Regions from separate parts of the Sus scrofa genome. Here region 1 is linked to region 2. A link is a contact called in public HiChIP or PLAC-seq data. All regions are on one chromosome and are shown on one strand. The core of a region is the stretch at or near the end of the contact, and the rest is flanking DNA. Distances in the headings are between cores, read along the strand shown.

What was found. HiChIP or PLAC-seq counts read pairs in DNA pulled down with a chosen protein or histone mark.
Region 1: an H3K27ac HiChIP or PLAC-seq map of skeletal muscle shows a contact between it and region 2. The contact joins two enhancer-like sites. A contact is called at or near these places in 1 of 5 promoter capture datasets (liver), 15 of 47 Hi-C or Micro-C datasets (adipocytes, embryonic fibroblasts, fibroblasts and 6 more) and 1 of 2 datasets of contacts at active chromatin or transcription factors (skeletal muscle).

The regions. Positions count from the first base shown.
Region 1 is chr17:5,382,863-5,387,814 of Sscrofa11.1, reverse strand. The region is part of intron 5 of MTUS1 (microtubule-associated tumor suppressor 1); the gene reads left to right. Among named protein-coding and RNA genes, the nearest start is that of PDGFRL, 110 kb to the right of the region's middle. Within about 2 kb of position 1,279, at least 23 of the 83 cell types and tissues checked have an H3K27ac peak or open chromatin away from gene starts, as enhancers often do.
Region 2 is chr17:5,323,016-5,328,445 of Sscrofa11.1, reverse strand. It overlaps PDGFRL (platelet-derived growth factor receptor-like protein), which reads right to left. Exons shown (of 6, transcript XM_021077996.1): 4 at 2,891-3,184; 5 at 1,564-1,703; 6 at 1-96. Among named protein-coding and RNA genes, the nearest start is that of PDGFRL, 47 kb to the right of the region's middle. Within about 2 kb of position 3,000, at least 9 of the 83 cell types and tissues checked have an H3K27ac peak or open chromatin away from gene starts, as enhancers often do.

The DNA of each region.
Region 1 (4,952 bases), core at 30-2,529, 61 kb before region 2:
CATTACTATCTTGAGAGGTTACCTGATTTTCCTTTAAATGCTGTTAGTCATGCAGTAAGTAGCATCCTTAGAATACTGCCTCTCTGACTAATTTTTATTCCTCTGGAACTATTAAATTATGTCTGTTGGAGAAGTTGTATCAAGGCTTTATCATTAGTTATTAGTGTGGCCCTTAGAATAATAGTGTTAAATTTGAGCTTTAACCTTTTATGAATCTATCATTAATATATTGTAGGAAAAAGATTTTTTTTGAAGTATAATTAACCTACAATACTGTTAGTTCCAGGTGTTACACTAGACATTTTATTGAAAATTGTAATTGGGAACATTTATGGCTTGAAGCCATTAACATTTTTTTGTCTCAGGTATCAGGTTTATATGTAGGTTTACATGTAAAATATCTGAAAACATGCCCAGTATTACTAGTGTTAATATAATTACCATTTTAAAAACTCTGAACACAGATTAAAGAAGTCTTAATTTTTTAAATTAATTTCTAAATAAATAGACACTTGAAGTAGTTATTTCTCCTTAAGGATCCTCCAAGTCGTTACAGAATCCGTGACATTATTGGTTGTTATATAAAGCTCCTAAGACCACCCACTTTCTCCTCCCCTTCACCATCTCTGATGAAAACCATAACAACCCATGAGCATGTTCAGTGATGTAATTCAGAGGCTGCTGGCTGCTGGGTCTGCTAAGAGGAGATTTTATTCAGAGGAAGAACATTGTTTTGGCAACATCTGGGACTGGAAACAGAAGCCAGAAACACTTGGATAGCCCTGGGTTTTTTTGGGTTTTTTTTTTTTGGTCTCCTGTGTGTGTGTGCACTGGGATGACATTTGCCATGTAGGCGCGTTTCCTCTCTCTGTCTTTCTTGGCCTCAGAGAAGAGTGCTGGGTTTAAAAAGACAGTATGTGAGAGTCCATGGAAGCTGATTCTGCTGTGAAATCCTTGCACCTGCTCTGAAGACATGTTGCTGTCCCCCAAATTCTCCTTGTCCACCATTCACGTACGGCTGACAGCCAAAGGACTGCTTCGAAATCTTCATTTCCTTCAGGGTTTAGGAAAAGCACTGTCATTTTCCACACAGGTTTGTCTTGCCCAGGTCTCTGTTAACTGTTGTATGGGGGACATCTTGATTAATTTGCAGGTGTTTATCGGAAATTTTCTAAGGGGATAGATAACTGGGAGGAGAAAGCTCTAAGGAGAGAACGAGGCATAATTTGTAAAAAACAAGCAGTTCTCTCTTTTGTCTCAACACATAGTGTACGATACTTTGACTGTCTGCAAGCTGATGGTGTGCTTGGTTTGTTTGCTGAAAGCAGAACTGTTGCGTGGCTGCTCCCCAGCTCTTCTTTCTGACACCAACTGAATCTGGAAAAATTAACACCTGTTAAATTACATTTTACTTCACATGATTTTGGAATAGGACACAGGTAAATTAAGAAGACTCCTTTAGAGAAGGAGATGAAATGACAGGGTTTCTATAGTTTTTCATTATTCAGTTTCTCCCTGAGAATGTGATAGGCTCATCTGGTATGCTAAAAGATTTCTGTCACTATTTCTGAACTAACAAATTCGAGTTTGGGGAAAGGTAGTAAATGAACCACAAGTGAAGTTTTCCACACTTCATGGTGAAAATATTTATAATCATAAAAACTGCCTCTGTTTATTTTTGTATCTGCTTTTTATTTTCTGTGCTCGAGATGAAAATAAGCACAGCGTATATTTTAGGCTCATGGAAACCTGTGTGCTTACTTTCAGGGGATGCATTTATCTCCCATTGCTACTTCGTGTTTAGATACCATTGCACCTATGCTAAGTTAAGGTGATTTTATGCTGTGAAAACTGGAGCGTGGCTACATTGGATGGGGGCTGGTTCCCGGTCACTGTGATAAGGTCGTTTGAGTTTGTAAATAGATGTGTTCTTGTTTCACATGCAAGCTGGCCCTTCCATGTCTTCTTTTCCCTCTCTGTCCCTAGTAATTTTTTTTTTTTTTTTTTTTTTAGCTGACTGCTTTCCATTTTCCCAGAGGCATCTCTCCTCCCTAGGGGGTAAATCTCATTTTTTTTCCAGCATCTCTTCTCTGTGTTTCATAACTCCCCTTGACCTGTCCCTGGAGTCAGCCAGCCTTCTCCCTGCTCTGTCGCTGATGGCTGAGGGGAAATGGAGAGAGTGAAGAGGCAGACAGTGGCTCTGCTTTTCAGCCTAAGTGCCACTGTCATTTTTCAACCTTAAAGAATAAAAAGGTGAAGAAAATAAAAATAAGAGTGCCCTTGTATTTGCAATAATTTGTGTAATCTAAAATAGCTCCCAATGGCACCTTTTTTTTTTTTATTTTAAATTACTCAAATGTAATGGCACTTAGTTTTAACTTAAACAGTCCACGCTCCAGGTTAAAAAGGAGAGCAAACAGTAGGGAGGTTGTGCCACTCCAAGGGAGCCTCTTTCTTACCCAGGACCCAGCCTCCCCACAGAGGCAGCCACTCTCATGGGTGCTTGTTTATCTTGATAGTAATTTTCTGGTCCTGTGTAAACCTATGTAGATTTTTTTTCATATCCCTTTTTGTTTTATAGAAATGGAAGAATACCATATATAGGCTTCTTTAGTGTACTTAAAAATTTTTTTATTATAGTCGATCTGCATACATATACATTCTTTTCTCATAATTACGTTCCATCATGTTCTGTCACAGGTAACTGGATATAGTTCTCTGTGCTATACAGCAGGACCTCATTGCTTATCCATTCTAAACGTAATAACTTTTATCTACTAACCCCAAATTCCCAGTCCACCCCACTTGCTCCCCCTCCCCCTCGGCAACCACAAGTCTGCTCTCTCCTTTTCTCGACTTTTTTAGGTTCATATAGCTCAGATTTCATGTTACTATGTTTCTCTCCCACATTCTCTTTAGTATCATATAACAACCCGTTGTTGGCTGAGCCATGATTCAGTTAACCAGTCTTCTCTCAGCAGGTTGTTTGTAGCATTTTTGTGAAGCAGACAGCCTACCAGGGCAGCTTAAGCAAAAGACACATGGCTTTTATTATCGGAGTTTGACTAATATCGATATTTTGGGCACATCTTGATTGCTGTCATAACTTTTATAGCCAGAGTATCCCTAGAGTTGATCTAGTTTACCTGATTTTATACCAGAAAGTCAGAGATACCCAAAGAAGTGCATTAAGTTGCCTGAGGGCACATACCCAGCAGTAGAGATGGGACTAAAACCTGGAATCTCTGTTAAGAATTTTTGGTGTGTAGATTTTCCTGGCTGTGCATTTTTCTATATTTTTGTTAGATGTAATGAATAGCAGTGATTTAAAAAAAAAAAGTTTCTGGAGTTCCCTTGTGGCTCAGTGGGTTAAAGATCTGGCATTGTTGCTGTTGTGGCAAGGGTTTGATCCCTGGCCTGGGAACTTCTGCATGCCAAGGGTGCAGCCAAAAAAAAAAAAAAAAAAAAAGTTTTGTGTGTGGGAAGCATTTTAAAATTATGTAAAGAATACAATTCTACTTACCCTGCTAAGACTCTTTGGTAAGCTTATCCATATTACATAACTTGAAGGTCTGAAAACTCTCCCAATAAAATGGATATTGAAGTCAGCTGCATTTATTTATTTATTTATTTATTTTGTCTTTTTGCCATTTCTTAGGCCACTCCTGCAGCATATGGAGGTTCCCAGGCTAGGGGTCTAATCAGAGCTGTAGCTGCCAGCCTAAGCCAGAGCCACAGCAACGCGGGATCCGAGCCTCGTCTGCGACCTACACCACAGCTCACGGCAACGCCGGATCCTTAACCCACTGAGTAAGGGCAGGGATCGAACCTGAAACCTCATGGTTCCTAGTCGGATTCGTTAACCACTGCGCCACGACGGGAACTCCTCGTGTTGTATTCTTAATGAAAGAAGTGGTGTTGGCCTGGATTCTAAGAGCCCAGGGTTGTAGCCTTGGTTCTGCTAGTGAATGACCTTGATCCTAACCCAAGAGAGCTGCAAAACCAAGGAATCGGAGACAGGACTTCTGAGGACGCTTCAACCTCAAATTCTGTTAATTTTCTGGCTATAGGTTTTTAAAATCCTGGATATGTTACTGACACTTGAAAATTCCTTTTCTTTAATTCTTTCCTTATTTCCCAAACTCATTAACTATTTCTGATTTGCTCGCTCTTCACAGCACTGTTGTTTGCCCTGCATTCTGTCATAATACCTCAGTCATTTTTGAATCGTTTTTCTTCCTCATTTAGCCACGACCAGTTGATTGTAAGAATCTTAAGAGTGTGCTTTGCAATATTTGTTTTGACCCTCTGCCTGCTATAGTTCAGGCTTTATTACTGGCTAAAACATTTGAAATGGATCTTCTGAGAAGTAAAAAGTGGTCACACATTGATAGTTTCACATCACTCAATCTAATACTTTGAAGGATTTTATATTTTTGGTCTTTGCTCCCAGCTTTTCCCCTCCTTCCAAGCTATCTTTCACACTGCAGGTTTCATTCATTCATTTCATAAATATATATTTAGTAGACCTAAACTGTGCGGCCGGTACAATGCTAGATGCTGAAAAGAGAGCCAGGACTCCGTTGCTTGTGGCCCTCTGCCTTCAAACGGCCCACAGCGGAACAGGGAGACAGACAGATGGTAGGACATGGACTGGGTACCCAGGCAGCTCGTAGCAGGTGAGGCTAACTGTACCCAGATCTTCAAGAAGTGCCATGTAAGCTGTGATCCCAGGACATGAGGAATCGACCAAGAAACAAAAAGTGCCCCAGGCAGAGAAAACAGCACATGATGAAAACGTGGGCCTCAGCTTCTTCAAGGAAATGAATTTTAATATTTGAGCATAGCATAAGGAGAGAGAGGTGCCAGCAAAAGCTTGGTGGTTACAGGGACTCAGACGATCTGGCCCTTTGACCGAGCCCTGACCAGGGCACGATGTGCAGGGTGGTATG
Region 2 (5,430 bases), core at 1,751-4,250:
TTCAACTGTCAGGACGCTCTGGGAGATCCTTGTGGTGTGTCCAAGTCCCCGGTGGATCAGCCGCCAAGCGTCTTGAATCGTCACGGGCCTTTCATCCTGTTTAACGACACACAGGGGCTGAAGCACCACCACCAAGCTGCTGTCAAACAGCTCCCATTCATCCAGCACTGCTGAATATTCCTTTCAAAGCGGCAGGCACATGCTTCTCCAAGACTACTTGGTATGCGCAGCTCTCGGGAGCTCTGCCACTCTCTAGTCATTTTAGGCTGCATTTTGTCCAAGCAGAGCCTGCAAAGTCCTTATGCTGTGCGGTTCTCTCTCTCTGCCCTTTTCTTCAATAAATTTCTACCTAATTTACATTTTATTCTTTTGGAACTTGAAGAATGTGGGACTGGTATTAGGTATAAAAACACGGATAAAATTTTCCACTGATTTCCTATTGACACTGCCCACACTCACCCCCTTCCCTCAATGCATCTTATTCACAGGATTTAGTCAAAAGGAAGCCTGAAGCACTCGTGGTGTAATTGAATAAGAGCTCCCAAATGTTTGGATTTGCAGGAGGAGGACGTAGGATAAGTCACATGTGCTATAGGATTCTGATGGATGGATAAACGGTACCCTAGGTGATATAACTCCCTATGTCTAGAAAGTGAAATGGTCACTTTTGAGATACTTCATCCAACTTTGGTGATGAGAATAGAGCATTTTATGGATTTAACATAACGGTAGTACTTACGAAATGAATCCCCCTTTCTACTCACAGTAATTAGCAACATTTTTTTTTTTTAAGTACTGAAAATTATTAATGGTTACTAAATAGGGACAGCGCTTTTTAAAAACAAGTACCCGGTACCCAGAAAGTACCACCCTCCGGGGAGAGTTATTTTCCACCCATCACAGTCCCCAAGCCAGAAGTGTATTGGCTCCTGAGTACCTCTGAGGAGGCCAAATCTCTTCTGGCAACAAAGGGATTATTCCATGTTGGTAGCAAAGCTGTTTATTTCAGCGAGCAGAACAGGCCCAGAGGCTAAATGTGCTGGGCGTGGTGTTTATGGGAAGTCTATTTTAACAGGAGCTCGGCCTCACAGCACCTTTGCAAAGTCCTGGGTTTAATGACCACTTGGGTATCTACTCAAAGCGCCTTGTGCCAAGGCCCAGCCTGCATAGGAGGACACAGACATACCAGGGGGAGGTTAGAGGGACTTCCAATCATCCCCGAATGAAGACTGAGGTTGGGGGTAAAGAAAGAAGGAGGTCCCTCCCTTCCTGTTCATGCCCTTGGCCCCTTCCTTCAGCGCTAAGAGGGAAAATAACACGACTAGGGTACATGGACTGAATTGTCTAATGGAACCAGTCACTTTTTTTTTCCTGTCCTTTAAGAAAAATCCATTTGTAAATAGCATGACCCATCTTAGGAGAACAGGCAAGCCCTGGCCCTACCAGAGCTCCACACATTTCCCATGCTTCTCAAGTCCTGGTCCATGTCACAGAGAGGCAGGGGTGGGGTGGGTGGGGAGCAACACTGAGCTCAGCGGGCTGCTGAGACTGGGACACGCGTACCTTCAGCCCGGGGTAGATCCACCTGAATTCCACCTCCACGTCCGGCTCCCCAAGGACAGTGCAGAGGACGCTGATGTCATCCCCACCTTTCACTTTGTTCGCCGATGCTAAGATGGTTGTTGACGGAGGGCCGCTGGGAACTGGGAGTGGGCAGGGGGCAGGCCCCAAGAGGTGACATCTATGAGCACGACGTAGAGAAAAACCAACAGACCCAGTCTCTTCTTTGGGCAGATAGGCAACGTTCCTGCTTTTCTGCAGCTTCCCATCTAGCATCGTGCCTCCCCTCTCCACCCCCTGTGGTCTCCCTGACACCACCTCTCTCTCTGCCCTGGTGTTAGGCACTGGGTGGTCATCCAAGGACTCCCCGACAGTAGCTGTCCCACTTGGAAGGAGGAAAAGAGCCCCAGAGGTCTGGCAGGGGCTCTTGTGAAGGGAGTAAAAGGGCCGAGGGAGAAGAAGGGACATGGGGGCAGAGCAAGCAGAATGAAGGGAAGGCAGACTGGTGGGAGGACAGCAGAAAGATGAAGGTGAATAGACAGGTGTGCAGCTGTGCAGAAAGGAGGAAGTCCGAATCTACTACTGGGAGAAACGTTTGTGGTTTCTCCTCTGTGGAAGAGCCTTTAAAAACAGCATTCTGTGAGGAGTCTCCATTGTGGCTCAGCAGGTTAAGAACCTGACATAGTTTCCCTGAGGATGCAGGTTCAATCCCTGGCCCTAGTCAGTGGGTTAAGGATTCAGTCTTGCAAGCTGTGGCATAGTCAACAGTTGTGGCTAAGATCCCACGTTGCTGTGATTGTGGTGTAGGCCGGCAGCTGCAGCTCCAATTTGACCCCTAACCTAGGAACTTCAATACACTGTGGGTACAGCTGTAAAATGAAAAAAAAAAATTTTTTTTTTTTTTGTCTTTTTTTCTAGGGCTGAACCCGCGGCATACAGAAATTCCCAGGCTAGTGGTCTAATCCAAGCTGTAGCTGCCAGCCTACACCACAATCACAGCAACGTGGGATCTTAGCCACATCCGTGACTATGCCACAGCCACAGCAACTCGGGATCTCAGCTGTGTCTGCGACCTACACCATAGCTCACAGCAATGCGGGATCCCCAACCCAATAAGCGAGGCCAGGGATCGAACCCGCAACCTCATGGTTCCTATTCGGATTCGTTAACCACTGCGCCATGATGGGAACTCCCAAGAAAAACATTTTTAAAAACAAAACAAAAAACCAGCCTTCTGTGCCTCATTTCCATCCATCACTGGGAACGGCCGTACCCTGATACTGGCAGCCAGAAGTGACTACAATCTCGCTGGGGTGCACAGCAGCCTTACCTTCTGCATAGAGCAGCTGGTACTTGACCGAGATCTGGGACTTGCCCCCGGCCTCTGCCTTGCAGTAGACCACCCCCTGGTGGTCAGAGTGAGGCTGCAGATACACAAAACCTCTCTTCGCGTCATAAACAATGTCCGTTCCGTTGGCGGGGATTTCCTTGGCTGGGAACTCCCTGTGGAGCGTGACTTTGGCCGACAGGACCGTCACTCGACAAGGAACCACCGCCTGTTTGTCGGGGTTCAAGTAGACAACATCAAAGTGACTGGGTGAAGGTACAAAGAGTTCTCCTTTCTCTGCAAAGGGAAAGACACAGGCTTATTTATTTGGGAGAGAGAAGGTAAAGTGCTTAAAGGATTCTTACATTCAAGGCACAAAGATGAGAGAGGGGATTGGCAATATACTTGGAATACTGAGTCCTTATGAATTGAAAAGGCCATTTTTTTTTTTTTTTTTTTTTTTGGCTGTGCCCACGCCATGTGGAAGTTTCTGGGCCAGGGACCAAACCCACCCTACACCAGTGACAACACAAGATCCTAACCACTGGGCCACCAGGGAACTCTGAAAAGATTTTTCTTTAAAAAAATGCTTTTCCTTTTTTGGAAGAAGAGTGATGCTTAACTTTTTTTTTTTTTTGCTTTTATAGGGTCGTACCCATGGCATGTGGAAGTTCCCAGGATAGGGGATGAATTAGAGCTGCAGCTGCTGGCCTACACCACAGATAGCCACAACAACTTGGGATCTGAGCTGCATCTGTGCTCACGGCAACGCTGGATGCCTGACCCACTGAGTGAGTCCAGGGATTGAAACTATGTCCTCATGGATACTAGTCAGGTTCATAACCCTCTGAGCCACAATGGAAACTCTTTTTTTTTTTTTTTTTTTTTTTTTTGCTTTTACTTAACTTTTGTTTCTTAAAAGAAACAAAATAGGTATTAGTTTAAGTCCAAATCGAGCCCATTGGATTACCGCACTGTGGGATTTACCCTACTGAGATATTGCCCCCCTGCGGAGGCAGGAGGGGAACGATTTATTTGTGTTAAGAGCAGTCTTAAAGCCTGGCAGCCATCCACTGTGTCTCTGGGGAAGTCAGCCCCACAGCCCTTGCTCAGGAAGGTATTTCCCAGCTCAGCAGAGCTCCTCTGAGTTGGGCCCAGTAAGGGTGCTGGGGTTCTCCTCATCCTCACAGCCCAGACCTCATTCCTGCCAAGGTCAAGGGAAAGGGCATCAAGCAGGAGCAGACAAGGAACTCACTAGTCTTGGGTTCTGAGCTCTGCTTGGCTGCCATGGGACTGTGCACCTTCAGCCAGTTTCTTTCAAGCCTCCTGTTTTCTTTGATATCACTGCATGTTCTTTAAGCTCCAGATGATGGCTTTTTTTTTTTTTTTTTACTTATAGAAATGATGACTGGGAGGTTCCTGCTGTGGCACAACAGTGATCAGTGGTGTTTTGGGAGTACTGGGTTGTAGGTTCAATCCCTGGCCCGGCACAGTGGGTCAAGGATCCAGCAATAGCGCAGCTGTGACTTAGGTCGAAACTGCACCTCGGATCTGATCCTTGGCCCAGGAATGCCATATGTGGCAGGGTGGCCAAAAATGAAAATAAAAAAGTGAGGCCTGGTTTACCCCTACTTTCCTTTGGACAGTCAAGGCTCTCTGGATTGGGTTGGGGGGGGTTGTTTTTTGCTTGGGGCATAAGACATTAATTACATACATTGTTTTTTGAATTATTCTGTGAGAGATTATAGTCATTGCTAAGAGAAATCTTTGAGCTGAATCACACCCCAACACTTGTTACATAGTCTCCCATGTTTTGCCTATAGTATGCCTCAATTACTCTTGGCTTTTTGTTGTTGTTGTTTTCTTTTTACGGCCGCACCTGCAGAAGTTCCCAGGCTGGTGGTCAAACCAGAGCTTCAGCTGCCAGTCTACACCACAGCCATAGCAACACCACATCTGAGCTGCATCTGCCACCTAAGTCACAGCTTGTGGCAATGCCAGATCCTTAACCCACTAGGAGAGGCCGGGGATGGAACCTGCATCCTCACAGAGAAAGCATCAGGTCCTTAACCCGCTGAGCCATAACAGGAACTCCTATTCTTGGCTTTCTTCACTAGATTTCTTTGTGTCATAGTTGTATGTTTTAGGTTGGGGACAGAATTCCTGGAGACAGCAGCAAATGCCTTCATGGATCAGGAGTTCTGTAGCTATGAGTACCCGGCTTGCTAACATGGAGTCATGGTTCAATGAATCTCCTTCTTATTCAACACTTTACATCAGGCCAGGTGATCTGTGCCACTTCATGATAAATTAACGCTCAGGCTTAGGCGAGGGCATCCTGGTCAGTGTTGTAGCTAATACCCCTGTTGTTCACACAGAATGAGTCCATATGACCTTGAATGTGTCACTTCCTCTCGCTATGCTTCAGCATCCCCCTTTTTAAAGAGGAAAATCTGGAGTAGATAGCAATTTATGACCATCAGATTCAGAAACATTTGCTTTAAGGTTTTGTAGAAGAACCTGAGCCAGTGAGCAAAGCCAGT